2 separate regions of the Zea mays genome follow, and region 2 is linked to region 1. The links are chromatin contacts, called in public Hi-C maps. All regions are on one chromosome and are shown on one strand. Each heading gives the region's core, a stretch centred on a gene start, on an enhancer-like site or on the middle of the called end of the contact. The rest is flanking DNA. Distances are from core to core; before and after follow the strand shown.

Region 1 (7,789 bases), core at 1,956-4,455:
CCCTTAATAGTTAGTAGAGATAGAGATATAGGGTCCACCCAATCTGACGCGTTAAGCCGTTTCGCCCGTTAATTGAGGCCCGTCCTGCCTTGAAACACGGGAGGGGAGGCGTTGCACCGCCAGCCTGTGCTGTGCGGCTGTGCCTACTCACTGCTTAATTAATAAAGCAGCTAGGTATGGTTGGCAAAATGCTCCACGGCTCAAACATACTGGAGTGTGTTTGTCTGTATAAACGCATGGATTCACGGACGCTAGTCTACGCGGTACGTAGTCCACCCTTAGGTATGGTTGCCAATTATACTCGTACTAACAACCAAGAAACTGAACAAGTTTATTGGCAAGCAATGGGATAATATAATAATGGAGCGCACATCAGATACTACCACGCACCTGGTTCGATGCTGCCAGCCGGTGGTGGTGTGCTGATCATTATAGGAGTAGTAATCTCTACTATCTACTAGTTCGGTGACCGTGCGTTGCGACGGTCTACAAAATATTCGATAAAATGTCAGTATTCTTATGTTTGTTTGTTTTTGTGTTCGATGATATATTAAGAGAAAAAGTATAAAAAGAAGTAGGGACATAGTAAAATAGTGATGGATGCAAGTGCACCGTAAAAAGCATACAATGTGTATAACAGTCACGATGCAAATAACTTCCCCTATAGAATGTTGAAGTCATTACAACCTGCATTCTTAAGAGCATCTCCAAAAGTTCTCCAGAAAATGACTCCTCAAAATCAGTTTTAAGGGACATCTAAATAATTAGTAGGGGTAAATTTTAAACATTTCTCTAACAGATCCCTTAAAGCGGCAGTTTGTTTCTGGGAAGCCCAAAAACCTCTCATTTGTATCTACAAATGAGAGAGTTTTAAGGACTATAAAAAAGTTGGGAGCGCTTTAGGGGACTGTTGGAGACACGTTTTTGTGGTTTTCCCAAAAAACTGATTTATGGGAGACTTCTAGGGAGCTCTTGGAGATGCTCTAGGAGAGTAAACACAGGAAGGACACGTAATAACCTCTGCATTGGGGAAGATGGTCTCTCCGTCCTTCCGGCCATTTGATAGGTACATCAACGGTGGCAATGCGATGGCCACCCTTCTCAACATCTGTTTGGCCGACCAGCTTCTGGTGAAGCCTGTCGGCAAGGACGACCAGCCTCTCTTTGTCGTTATAGCCAAGCCGAGTCACCGGAATACCCGTCCACCGACTCATCACCTGCAAGATTACATTACCAAGAGACGATTTGGTATTGCTTTGAATTTTTTTTGTGGTGGTGAACAAGAGTATACCTCTGCAATTTGTTCAAGGCCGACAATTTCGGTGAGCATCAGGTTCTCCCCTGTTTCGCTCTCCAGCTTGGAGATCGCGACATCGATCATCGTGGTCCACATGTAACTCCTATTATTTCCGGTGCCCATTCAAGGATATCAAGCATCGTGGTCCACTGACTAAATATGAGTACTCTATTACCATAATTTGCTAGAGAAGGTAAAAACTCCACTAAGTCATGAACACAGAGTGGAGGGGTATAAGAATGAAAGCGTGACTAATTTTAAAAATAGCTTAGAGTAGTGCATCAAATATGGATGCCTCTGCTTAGAACATTATTGCAAAATTAAACTCAACATTTCCACTTTTTCTATAAATAAAACAACAGCACATATCAAAACAGATGCTGGAGGAAGAAATATACCTGAAAATAATAGCTGCAAGTTAACGAATAAATAAATAATCTATAGAGCTAAATACAAGATTGGCATGTTTGGTAGAGCTCCTAGAGTGTTGTCGTAGGGTTGATTCTCTAGAATGAACTAAAATGTTAGGAGCTTAACTAATTTCTTCGACTGATTCACTTCCTCCAAAGAGTTTATTCGTACAGAATCACTTTTAGACAATTATCAGGGGCAAGGGGAGCTCTACCAAACAGACCCTAAGACAATAGTGCGTTTCTCAAAATCAAATTCATTCTTTGCCCATAATCATCAACCCCCTAATCATCATAGTGTTTTCTGTAATCGGAGGATGGTGGACCGATGCTACCTCTGATTGCGATTTGTCCTGACATGGCATTGTTTATTACTACGAGTGTTGGTCTCCACGCTTTGCCTCGTAGACGGTTTGGTTCTTCCTTCACAATTATCTTTATCCTGCTCTTCTTTTGACTTTCCAATTCCCACGGTGGTACTGGTACGATTATTCATTTTCCTATTTCCTTTCCAGATTATCACATACACACAGTGGTATACTATCATCATACATACAGTACATGATACATGGCTGCCTGGAACGTTACGCAGCAGCGAAAGGCCAGGAGCCCATAGCATCGCGGCCCACGATCTACAGCCCATCCGGATTGTCCTGCTCCGTCTCGACGACGATGCTGAACATGACCATGTCCCTGGGCCGGCCCTTGAGCAGGACGTACTTCCGCAGCACGCCCTCCCTGGCGAACCCGGCCTTCTCCAGCACGCGCTGCGACGCCGGGTTGTCCACGTCCGCCACGGCCTCCAGCCGCAGCAGCCAGGGCCACGCCGTGAAAACGGCCGCGGCCGCCGCTCGCACCGCGCGCGTCGCGATGCCCCGCCCCCAGTGCGCGTGCGCCAGGCGGTACCCCACGGACGCCCTGAACAGCCGCCCGTCCTCGGCGGGCCCGGCCTTCACTGAGATGGAACCCACCACGGGGAGGGGCGCGCCCGCGCCGGCGCAGATGGCGCGGTACCACGGGTGCGGCAGGACGTGGTCGGCGATGTAGCGGCGGGCCTGGTCCACGTGCTCGTAGGCGTCGCGGCGCTGGAAGCGGACCACGCGAGGGTCGGACGCCCACGACATGAACGCCTCCGCGTCCGCGTCCGACAGGGTGAACTCGCGGAGGGAGACCTCCAGCTCCGCCGCAGGGGCAGGGGATCCTCTCTGCTGGACCTGGACCTCCATGCTCTCGTCGTCACCGGCTCGAGCTGTATCGTGTATATGTAGCCGGTCTTGGTATGGGTCTTGGCCACAAACAAAGGAGTAAAGGACGCAGGTGCAGTGTACAAAGTCCATGCTGTTGACTTGAGCATTCCGAGACCATGCGCCGCCGCATCCAAACAATCCATTGTGTATGACCATCCTTGTGCCCCCCGCCTCCCTGCGAAAGCCGCCTCGGCGCATGCCCAGTGCTGCCTGCCCTCCCCTGTATGCCGCGCTCTGCCTTGTGGGGCTCGCGCTCTTACCCTGGTGTTTTTTTAAAACACCCTGGCCAACTGGCTCCTGGCTTCTCCACCGGAGCGAGCGATCGCCACCGGCCGCCCTTGCCCCTTGGTCGTTGTCGCCGCTGCCCGCCCTTGATCTTGCTCTGCATCTGGCGCATCTCACTTCACTCGCTGCCCGCCCCTCCCCACGGTGTTCAGGGACTACCCCTCACCCTCAATGCACACCTCAGGTGCCCTTGGCCAGCACCTTCCTGCCTGCGTGGCCCTCCTCCCTAACACTGGCCACGTCTCCACCCTTCGTTGCCTGAGTGTTGCGGTACATACAAGCAAGCCATCGCAGATACAGGTACAGGTTTCAGATACAAGCCAACTGAAACTTACAGGTATAGCAACCATCGCGTATATATGATAACTGAATTTGCTGCTTCGCATGTTTCAGGTTGAATGCAACTGTGTGTATCCGTGTGTCCTATAATGCTACTCCCTTAAGTCATGTTAAAGTATCCCATATGTGAAAATGCAGTTTACAATTTAGGATATTTTGCACCTGGTTTACCCTTCAACCCCTTGCTTCTCATTTTGCATACTTTGTATTTTTATGGGGTGTTTGGTTTGAGGAATCACTTCATCCAAAATGTAGTGGTGCATCATGGGTCCATTTCTCAAATTTGGTGGGATGACCTCATTCCTAATATTAGTACTAACTAAATAACTATAAGGAATGAGGTGATGATGGATCAACTCAATCCATTCCACAAACCAAACAAAAAAGTGACGAGTGAGAAGACGATGGACTAGATCATTCCTCAAACCAAACAGCTTATTAATGTCCCTGCATAAGTTTAACACTTGATGTTCACAATTGTTGAAAGCATCCTCACAAATGGCACGCCGGAAGAAGAAAAAAGATTAAAAAAAATAATGCAAGTAACTTCAACCAGTGGATTATTTAACCAGACCAAGCAATGCAAGTAGGGGTAGCATGGTAATAATTTATAATCATTACTATGGAAGCATGGTGCTAGAATTTGAGGCCCTCTAGACCAGTCCCGCTTAAGCTCCATGTTCAACGTCTTCAGATAGTCTTCATCATCTTCCACGCCTTTCGTCGTCAAGGTTGCCTGACCCTGTGCTACATTCAGTACTTTAACGCTTATATGTTCACCAACTGTACTCCGTTGTACTCCTCACGGTGCCATTCAGAGATTGCCCTAGTGCATACTTTGACTCGACTGTCTCCCTTGCTTTTGTTTGCTCTAGTGAGCCTTTAGGAAACGCCATGGCAGGGGATTTCCGAGAAGCTAGGAGCCAGGGGGTTTCGAAGCAGGAAGTGAGGGAGATGGGACGGGATTTTTTTAAAAAGTGAGGAGAGAAAGGTAGACCGTAGGAGAGACGCTGGATGATAAATGATGGGGCTGGATTTAATATGTGCACCAAGTGCTAATGTGCATAGGATACATTGCCAAGTTATATAAGCTCTTGTTGCATCCATTTTTGGTAATATCCTCAATTTATTATATTTTAGCTTTCAACATTTAATCAAGCTACTGCTATTTTTCATACATGTTTACTGTTAAAATTCTAATACTTATTGCATCGTATATCCAATTTCAACTCTAACAATAAACTTCTGTCTATGTAATTCATCCTTTCTCATGCGAACGGAATTCGTCTCCTTTTTCGACTAAAATTTACATTAACAAGTGCTAATTCTTCCACCTGTTTGTGAAACTCTTTGGCTCTAATTGGCCTTGTGTTCTATGACTATGATTGATTTCACACAAACTCTAGACTGGCATAAAGATATACCAGTAAAAAGGTTTTGGAAAGCAGTTCTTCTTAATTCATTGTTGGATTTTGTTCTAAATAAGGTCTACATATATAGAAATGGTAGCCATCATAATGGTATGACTGAATTAATAGATGATTGAATTAATGGTATGACTGAATTAACCGAGATTTTGTTCTAACAATAATGGTATGACTGAAGCTTCACTTGAAAGGACCAAATTGATGGGTACTGCATGCAGCCATGCATCAACCATGAATCGGCTTCACAGTGAAACAGTAAAAATTTCAGGTTCGCCGTCCTACGCTTGCCTTCGGAGTCTAATTTTGATTAAAATTTCGTCGTGCGTATACCAGTGTATGTATCCGCGCTCAGTTTGCTCTCAAGTTTCAGGTCGATGGGCAGCAGATATGCTAAGGCTGAGACTGTCTCCAGCAGCGTCCCCTAAATTCCGTTCTCTAAAGGAATATTCTCTGTCCTTTACAGAATACTCTAAAAGATTTCACCCTCTAAAATTTCTTCATCTCCAGCAACGTTCTCTAAATTTCGTCCTCTATATCTACAGTATTAAAAGAATCCATAAACTACAATATTATTCAATGTTTTTCTTTTATTTCACTAGGATTAATCGTGCAAAGACGTAATTAATTTTATTTTCTCAGTATCTACTCGAACCCACTAGAATGAGTGAGGACCATCATCTAACATCGTGCCAGAGGAGAAAAGACCAATGAAAAAAAGAATAGAGTAGCGCTAGGCTGGCTGAGCATATCGTCGAGCACCATCTGCGTGTCGTACTCGGCATCGCCTGCGTTGCCTGCTACACGAGAGCTGATTCAAACACGAGTACGAGGATGGAGCAGGGGATGGAAGCTCCAGCATGACCTCGACGGCGAGCGGCGGTGCCTGCATGGCCCTGGGCATCCCCGCCGGCGGGCAGGGAAGAGCAGCATGACGAGCGTGTTCCATACTGCCTTGAGCTCGTGTTCGGCGACTCAACGAAGTGCACGGTCGCGGAGGAGACGGCTGGCGAATGGTGGTCGAAAGGGTACAGTGCGAGCTCGAGCATCGGCGCGGAGGCGCTTCTCACGGGCATGGTGGTGGATAGAGGATGAACAGAAAATCTCTACATGTAGCGGCTCCTGGCAACGAACGCTATTTTACAGAACTCTTTAGCAGATGTTGTTGGAGAGGTTGCAGACGTATCAAAACGCTAAATATAGGGTACAGGAGGGTATACCGAACCTTGCTAGAGAGAGTCTGAGTCCAGCAAGACCAGGATCGCATCGCGGGCGTGGGGTTTTCGCGACGTGGGGGGACTGTTGCTTCTTGCAACATATCAGTTGTGGCTGTGGAAAAAACGAAGATCGCGGTACTCCTCGCCAACTTCCGCATCCTTTCTCCTCGTGAGCAACCGTGATAGAAATATGAACCTGCTGGAATCACTGCACTCGTGTTCGTCAGGAAAAAAAGAATTTTTTTCCTGCTATCAGAACTTGTATGCTTGTACTTAATCGTAGCAACGCATTCTTGTTTTTTTTGATAGGACAGGAGGGGCGAGCCCCTACTGAAATTTTATTAAAACTTTAAAACGACAGAGTTAAAATTGTCGAATCGAATCGTAGCATACAGGAAGATAAATTACAAAAGGTTAAAATTGGCGGAAACTACTGCCAATGTTGAAGCCATTCAGGTATTGTCGAATCGAATCTCCCTTTAGCTCTAAGCGTGACCAGGTGTAATTCTTTTGCGAACTCATTTTTACAATGTTGCACTGTTGGGTCCTTATCCTGAAAAAGCCAGGCATTACGGCACTTCCAAATGCTCCAAGTCATGAGAATGACGATTTCCATGGAGAAGGAAACATTGAGCTGCTGCTTTAGATTTACTGCAGCGTCCACAGGATTAGTAATTCTTGGGGGCGTCAAACCAATAGAATTCCAGCAAGCCTTCGCGAAGTTACATTTGAGGAAAAGATGATAAAGGGTTTCCTCCTTTTGCCAGATGCAGTTCTCACAGGTGTAAGACTCAAGAGTCATGTTTTTCCTCCTCAGCATATCCCTTGTATTGAGTCTGTTCTTTAACCAAAGCCAAAAAAAGATCTTATGTTTTGGTTGACACTTATTTTTCCAAAGTGATCTGAAGATCTGATGAACTTGAGTCTGACCCATCAAGTGTCTATAAGTTTTCTTTGTAGAGAAATTATCAGCTCCACAAATGAGTTTCCAAGCATCCTTTGTGTTGGTCACCGTGATTTGCCCCCAAGTTTCGTCTAAGTCAAGAAATTGTTCATAGGCTTGCACCGGCTCGTATGCTTGTACTTGCTGCCAGCCAACACAGAGATTGTTACTTAATTGAACCAAGGTTGCCTTCCTACATATGTTGCTTATTTTTCAAACCAAACTCATCATCTATTTTTTTATTCTCCAATTGACAGTTGGTTCAAAACAGCCTGCTTTTTCGTCTCCTTCCTGTCTTATCGTGTATTTATAATAAGATTATATATTTATATCGTTAATATAATATTAGTGTTATGGTGATATTATGTTACATGGATTTTACATTTTATTTACGTTTTATACTAATTATTTTTACTTCTGTGGCAAGGTCATATACATAGTAATAATAATATCATTATTAGCCTGCTGCATGTGAGTGGGGCCCGATGTATGTTCCCACCGTGGCCATGGCGTACGACCAAACCATGTGTGCCCGTGTTTCTGTTCTTCTCTAGGATCGAGAACAATATTGGCACTTCCAGCCACCTCCACTCCAACAAACCAAAACCATGCGTGCCCGTGTTTCTG
Region 2 (7,789 bases), core at 2,343-4,842, 150 kb before region 1:
GCCGTCCTCCATGGGAGGTGCCGCGCGCCCTTCGTACTCCTCGAATCCCTCTCCCAGGTCCTCCTCTTCCTCGTCGTAGTACTCCTCATCCTCCTCGTCCACCTCGTCGTCGTACGCCTCGGGGCCCCCCTGGCCGTCGTCGTCCTGGTCAGGGCCGATCCGCGCCCTGGGCCTCCCGTCCTCGGACCCCTCGTCGTCGCTGGCCTCTCGACGACGCATCGTAGGAAACGGCTCATCGTTGGGATCGCTCACGTACTCATCATCCTCCACCTCATACGCTGACCCATCCGCCGCCGCAGCGGCGTCCAGCTTCGGCGTGGGCGGCGCCGCGAGGGGCTTCTCGACCGTGGCGTCCTCGGCAGGGTCATTGGAAGCAGCAGCGGCGGCGGGCGCCTGCTCCGGCTGTGCGTCGGAGGCCGGCGGGTCGGCCATGGTCAAAAAGGAACCCTAGATTTGGGAGCGGCGCGTTGCGGTATGGTGAGATTTTTCCCTTTTCTTGTACGCTGCGGTTTTTGTTTTGAGAGAGTTCGTAGAGGAGGGGGGGCGGGGGAGCAGCGGACAACAGGCAGCCAGAGCCCAGAGACTCGTGGAGCGAAAGTACGAAACGGGAGGGGAGGACGCGGATGAGGCGGACGGGGCCGTGCAACTGGTACGGCACGGGGCACTGCAACCGCAAATGCCCGGCCTGTACAGTTTGGTTGTCGTCCATGGAGTAGGTTAGGCTGAATGCAATTTTTCTGAGCATACTAGTATAAAGGCTTGTTTGCTCAAAATATTAAAGTTTAGCACTATATTTTTAATAAATTTCAGCATTTATAGATCCAAACATGAGTGCTAAAAGATGTCAAAGATAAGAGCATGTCCACTAGTTTCATAAATAAAGACTAACCTCAAATTTAATAAGTTGCTAAATATATTGAGAACAAAATCAATTTTATTCTCCAACGGTTTTCAATTCTTAAGTTATTAAATATTTTTAAATTAACTCAGCTTTTCTAGCAACTTCAAATTTAGTTTCGTTTGTATGATAAAGTTCAATGATCATCGCTCTTCCCTTTATTAATATTTTCTTTCTGTATGCACCGTGTTTTGTCATTTTTCTCTAATTTTTTAGATGAAGACATCTTCAGACTTATCAAACGAGGATGTTGAATTAATCCTTTCCATAGCTCCAATTATTCAAAGTGTGTCGCTTGTACATTGGTGCAGACTTAATGGGGGGCAAATGTGTTTTACAGTGTGATTGACATGCGAAATAGGCTATAGGGAGTACACAAGAGGTCCCTAAGTCTAGGGACTAAATATGGATATTTAGAAAGTTAGTATATTTTTGGACAAGATGATGTTAGTTAATGACACCCTAAATTAATTTTAGGGACTTCTTCTGGTAACTAGTGGAGATGCTCTAAAGTGCTAAAGTTTAGCACTCATTAGCACTTTAGGGTGCTAAAGTTTAGCATGTGGGATCCAATCAGGCCCTAAGTTAGTCAGATTACTTAGAACCATTTACGAGCAACAGAGTACTAATAACATAGACAAGTAAGGCGAGTACTATAGAAACTCATCTATATCATCAGCGTTAACTATTCGAACGACCGGGTCGAAATACTTAGGACACACACTCACTGTCGTTGGGTGGGACTACCATGCAAATTTGCATGGGATAGAACAACCAGCCACTAGCAAAACACTAAACCTAAACATCACGTCTAAGCAAAGGTTTTATTGTTACTCTGGATGTAAGTCAGAGTAACACGCAAGCACTTATACAATTTAATTATAAACATGCACTAGGGTTTCTGTAATCGACTAAGCAGAGTAACTAAGTATGAAAGCAAGACAGGTAGTATAGAAGCAGTGGTATAACAAGGATCTTTACTCAAGCCTAGAGAGTTGAATATCCTTTCTTAGAGAATACAAGCTCGGAGATAGAAAATCAACGCTTCGTTTGGATGTCGATATTGGAGGGCATGAATTGAATCGTGTTCAATATCAAATCAACCATGGTATTGAAATGATATATAATTCCAATTCTATTATTTGGATGTCACTGGATTGAAGCTTGGAATTGTTGTGGTGTAATTCACCCGATACAGAGGGGGTGCTCGGTATTAGGAGATGTGGTTTCTAGTTATAGTCCAATTCCAATGAATTGGGTCTTTGATTTCAAATCTCAATTCCATGTGCAACCGAACGACATGTTTTAGGAAAGTTGATTCCAATTCCCAATTTCATGCTTCAATATCTACGTCCAAACGGGGTACAAGAGAAATTCTAGCTCCTTCACTCTTTTTCTCACTCTTCATCCTTGATACAATCAAGCACGCTCACTTCACAAAACTAAAGGTAGTTTCAAAATATTTCCACACTCTACCAGGGGTTTTATAGCTAAAACTGAGCTGGGGATACTTATAGGTGAGCTAGGTCAGTAAAGGGAGAAAGTCAGTAGTTGGGTGGACACGTGTTAGTCTGGGCAGCCAAGGCATGGCTGGCTGACCCCTTCGATGCATCGCCTCACTTGATCAACGCTCCATATTGACTCTCAAGATCGATTTACAATTAATTTAGTTGGCCACGCGACTTGGTGAGCTCAGCAATCCATGTAAGTGACGAGGTGACTTCCTTTTGACCCTTGAGGGCTTGTTCGTTTCGCCGTTAATCCATGTAGATTGGGTGGTATTGAGTTGGTTTAAATCCATAGCAAGTCAAAATTCATTATAATTCATCTCAATACACACAATCCATATGGAATTGAAATAACCGAATAAGACCTGAATGGTCCATGTGTTTAAATCCATAGTTGTATCTCATCACAAATGTGTTTGTTTGCATGCCTTGGAACAATATACATGAAAGGGGACATGGGCATGGTCTGGTGGTTAAGGCTTGGTTGGGCGGCCTTGGCTACGTCGAGCGGTCATGTGTTGGCCAGTCGACCATAATGTTGGCCAGTCGAGCTTCTTCTCCCATGATCTCATCTCCATGTATTTGGTATTGTCATACATGAAAACTTTGTACACGGCTCATGGAATTTTGCACGTATGCATGCAACGCATGCATGTTTTCTGGTCATTGTGCTGGGGTAAAGCAGGAGAGGACTCTTTTTTTTAATCATCGCGGGAGCATTCAGATTAGCTTGTGTAGCACCTGATTAGTCTCCAATCTCTTTAGGGGGTGTTTTTCTAGAGACTAATTTTTAGTCTCTCCTTTTTAATCTCTAAATTGTCAAATACAATGACTAAAATAAAAATAATCTCTCTTTTAATCAGCGTGTTTAACAATTTAGGGACTAAAAGACACTAAAACGAAAGGACTAAAAATTAATCATAAGAAATCAAACACCTCCTAGTCTGTGTGTTTGGGTATTTCAATCGGTGTATATTGACCTGCAAATTCTGTGCATTTTGCTGTCGCCCTGTACTGAACATTTTTTTGGCTCTACCTGAAAGAGGATGTCTAATAAAAATCAGACAGGTATGCTGCCACTGCTATTGCCAGGAACAAGAAAAGCATGAATCTATCCGCGCGGATTTCACTCACTCGCTCTGCTCAGCGCTTACTCCGTTTCCCGTGCGCGTATCAGCCCGGGCCGTTGGACATCGCGGCCTCACGCGTTCGACGTGCGCGCGTGCGTTACTCGTCGTCGTCGGGCCGCGGCGCTTGTTGCATCACACTGTAGTATATAGAACGAGCCATCCACGCACATAAAGCTACAGCATCTGCTCGATCGTCTAGCTTGGACGGTGGACCGAGAGACCAGCCAGCTAGATGGCGCGCAGGGCGGTCGGCGTTCTACTGGCCGTGGCCGCGCTCCTCGCGGCGGCGACGGCGAGGGCGGCGGACGACGACGACAAGACGCAGCCCTGGCAGTGCTTCAAGTCATGCTCCAGAGGCTGCCACCACCACCACGACCACGACCACGACAACGGCGCTGCTGCCGTGGCGGACTTCCTCTCCGGGGCCGCCGCCAAGGTCTCCGCCGCCGTCACCCGCGAGTGCAAGAACAACAGCTGCCATGACAACGCGTGCTTCAAGGACCTGCCGGCCATCACCTACCCGCAGTGCGCCATCGCCACCTGCCTCAGCCATCCGCACCGTACGTGCACGGTCAAACGCCCCATCAAAACAATCGAGGAGCAGAGCAGCACGCGATATTATACTGTACTATAGTATGGTTGTCTGATTAATGCCTCTCTTCTGTTCATGTGTTGGGCCCGTTTTGTTTGTTTCACTGTTACAGATAGCAGAAAGAAAACGGCGTGCTTGAAGGACTGCTGCGAGAAGTGCTTCATCAATGGCCCACCTGCGCCTGGCCCACCTGCGCCTGGCCCGCCTGTGCCTGGCCCACCTGCGCCTGGCCCGCCTGCTCCTGGTCCCAGCCCGACGCCACCATCTCCGCCAAATTAAGCCCATGTTGCATGGATGCTCTTGGTACACATGCATGAAGTAGTAGAGAGCAACGGTCAACTTACTCCTTATATTCCCATAATAATAAAATACTTAGGAGTACTTACTTCAAAAAAAGAAGGATCTCATGACTGTAACCGAAGTGACATTTTCTCTTGAGTTGGGGTGTAACATAAACCCAGCACCAAAGCTATTTGCCATCTCATTCCAGTTTCAATATATTAAGACCTAGTTTGGGTAATACTAGAAGTGGTTTGGAGGGATTGAAGAGTGTATAAATCCTTAATAGATCAAAAACTCTCATAATACATCTCAATCCACTTAAATCCCTTTTATTACTAGATTACTTCAATATCTTTTATTACTAGATTATCCAAACTAGGCCTAATTAATAAACGAGCTTGTTGGAACAAGAAAGTGAGACTGCTCAGTGCTGCACAGGACGGAGTAACCACACCGCGTCATCAAGCGTAGACAATTTGTACAGAGCAACTGAGGGAGCAAGTCTGATTGCTGGGCCAATTCTTCTTAATCGTGACCAATTTTTTCTCAAGTATTTCGTTTCAAAAAGAATCTCGACTATATTTTTTTGTAGGTAACGGATGAGAGCCCACGGCTTCGTTCTCTTAAAAAAAATCCGATCCACCATTACTAAAATGAAATACAGTAGCTAACCCTGTGCTCAAGCGTAACCAAGAAAAAAAAGTTCAACACTATTGACTAATTCGAGAAATCATTTTCCATTCATCGCATGATACAAACTGTATAGTTAATACTACCTCGGCTTAGCGTCAGGGTTATAATATAGCCTATAGATGAATTTATGATAATGCCATATCATATAGCCAACTAAAAGCTTAGTTATATTATAACTTTCTCACGATATAAATTGTATATTTAATACTACCTCTATTCTCGAACTAGTTCATTTTTTGATCTAAAATGTGACAAACAAAAAAGAACGAAAAGAGGTATTTGGTCTATCTCTTTCACCTACAAAGTGCCTTGGAGTTCATGATCCGTCACTTTTAGCTGGCTACTAGTGATTAGCTTGTTTTCTTTATTTCTCTATTTCTCTTTTTTCATCCTACCACAAATCTGGTGTGTCATCTCTTACAACATGTATACCTTACCTTATTATGTCTATATCTGTACTACTTATTAAGTAAGCAATAGTAGTCTGCCTCCCTCTCGTTCTGCCGTTCTGCCGTTCTGCCTTTAATCGATCTCGACCGTCCGTTGTCACGGTAGTCGCTCCGCTCGCGATCCATCCGCCCACGTGTGTCCATCCGCCCACGCGATCCATCTCTGGAACCGACGCCACGAGCGACCTCTCCCTCTCTGGAACCGACGCCGCCGCCCTCTCCCCCTCCTTCTCTCTCCGTCCCTCTCGTCTCGCTTCTTCCCCAACCTGCTCGGCTTCACCAGATCGCGCCGGACACGGTCGTTGGGCCGCCACCATGATCTCGACGCGGCTCTCTCTCGGCCACTCGGGTTGGTGGTGGTGAGAGGTCCACAGCCACGTCCTAACTCCACCACTTCTCTCCTCTACGACGCGAGCAAGGGCGGAGCCGACTGCGGCGTCGGTGGGAACTGGGCCTCGGCCTCCCCATCTCTCTGGTACGCGTCTTCTTTTGTCTCGCTCTGCGCTCGTCTCTACCATGGAGATTAGGGTCTAGGGTTTGGTGGCGCAGCCGCCTACATCACCGACATCCTCAACGTCGCTGTCCTTGCTCTCGCGTTATCCTCATGCCCACCAGTAGCCCTCGGCCTCTACCTCGTTAGGGCTAGGATTGTCTCTGTGTATTGACTGTGGTTTGGGACAAGGCTCACACCCGTTGCTAATCTGTTGATTTGTTTGCTGCATCAGTGTTGGGGTTTGATTTTTGTGGATTTGATCTGTGATTGATTACTGACAACAGTAGACCAAGTTGCTGGTGCGCGCGAGAATGGGATAGACGGGGCAGTAAGGGTTCCATGCCTATTTCTAATTAGGCATACTTGGATTGGATGTGAAGGTTCTATATAGCATGCAAAATCCTGTTATTTCCATTGTCACATCACAAGTTCTTTAAAAAATCCCCTGTGTACAAATCCATTATTGAATAACTAAATGATAAGGAGGATATACTTGTCCTGTTTATGCGTCATGTGAATTCTATTTAGTCTAAAATTCCATCTTTTAGATGTGTGACCTTTAGAATTCGAAAACCTATGCGTGTGAATTCAGTATTGAATACCTGAATGATATAGAGGGGATACTTATCCTATCTATGTGTCATATGAATTTATTTAGTCTAAAAGCCCATCTTTTAGATGTGTGGCACTGTGACCTTTAGAATTCGATTTAATATGAATGATATTGAGGTACTTATCCTATCTATCCATTATTGAAGCATTTTTAGAGTGGGATAGATGATGCCTTTGCATGATGACACTTGTTAGGAACCTATTTTAGATGTGTGTAAATGATTAGGGGTAGCATTTCCTAGAAAATAGTTGCACAAAAGCATACTTTGGCTTTGTATTTCATAGAAGTATATAATTACAAGCAATGACAGAGCTTAGACCTAAACCCACCAGAGGCTAATCATCGAAGAACGGCGACAGCTGCAAGTACGGCAACAACCTTTGACCGTGCACAAGCGTCGTGGTCGCGGATGCCACCGCTTCCTCCTTTGTCGTCGTCAACCTCCTGACCTCGCGCCAGGAAATCTAGGCCACCGTCGTCGAGGCATCCATGTTGTGCGCGCTCCAACGTGTGCTGCTCCACGTCGTGAGGTCGGCCGGGCTGCCGCCGAGACCTTCCTACGCACGAGCCTACTCCATGATTAAAGGATTCTATGTTCCTAAGGTACAAGTAGTTGTTTATGTACGGACTGATTAGATATACACCATGCTTCCTTTCCTGATTACATTTATAGTTAATCTTATCTACTGTTATTAGTACGAAATATTTGGACAAATTATTATCACCTACGACTCTCTGTTCCGGTTTATACTTATCTAAAGAAATCTGATAATATTGGAGTTCTTATTTTTGTTCCTATTGTGTATGTTTATCTAAATATCCAATTTTGCAGGAAAGAGCTAAGCATCAAGCCATCTATACAATCAAGCCCTAGCCATATTCTGGTCATCATCCAGGAGAACGAATCTGCAGGTGATGTTTATTCGATGGGAAACGTTAATTTTGTGGAGATATGCTCATTTTGGCACATATTTCATAGTTTTGATCGAATATGGATCTTCTTAATATTATCCTTACAGGTTAGTTGCTCTTCTGTTTGTGCTTTCTATCTATTAAACATTATCATCCCCTTAATTCAACATATTACATATTAGTGATGTTTAAGATTTCGTATAAGTTATTTTAAGACTT

What was found. A called contact is a pair of places that touch in the nucleus more often than the background predicts.
Region 2: a contact with region 1 is called in a Hi-C map of leaf, with 3 times the contacts expected there. The contact joins the promoter of LOC100277071 here to the promoter of LOC103651557 in region 1. A contact is called at or near these places in 6 of 25 Hi-C or Micro-C datasets (bundle sheath, ear, leaf and 2 more) and 1 of 3 datasets of contacts at active chromatin or transcription factors (leaf).

What each region holds. Positions count from the first base shown.
Region 1 is chr3:228,188,959-228,196,747 of Zm-B73-REFERENCE-NAM-5.0, reverse strand. It overlaps LOC103651557, which reads right to left and starts at 3,205. Exons shown (of 1, transcript XM_008677214.4): 1 at 2,185-3,205. The coding sequence starts at 3,152. The coding sequence ends at 2,340.
Region 2 is chr3:228,334,871-228,342,659 of Zm-B73-REFERENCE-NAM-5.0, reverse strand. It overlaps LOC100277071, which reads left to right and starts at 3,592. Exons shown (of 2, transcript NM_001196351.2): 1 at 3,592-4,096; 2 at 4,241-4,646. The coding sequence starts at 3,769. The coding sequence ends at 4,407. It overlaps LOC100382646, which reads right to left and starts at 456. Exons shown (of 12, transcript NM_001175370.1): 1 at 1-456. The coding sequence starts at 432.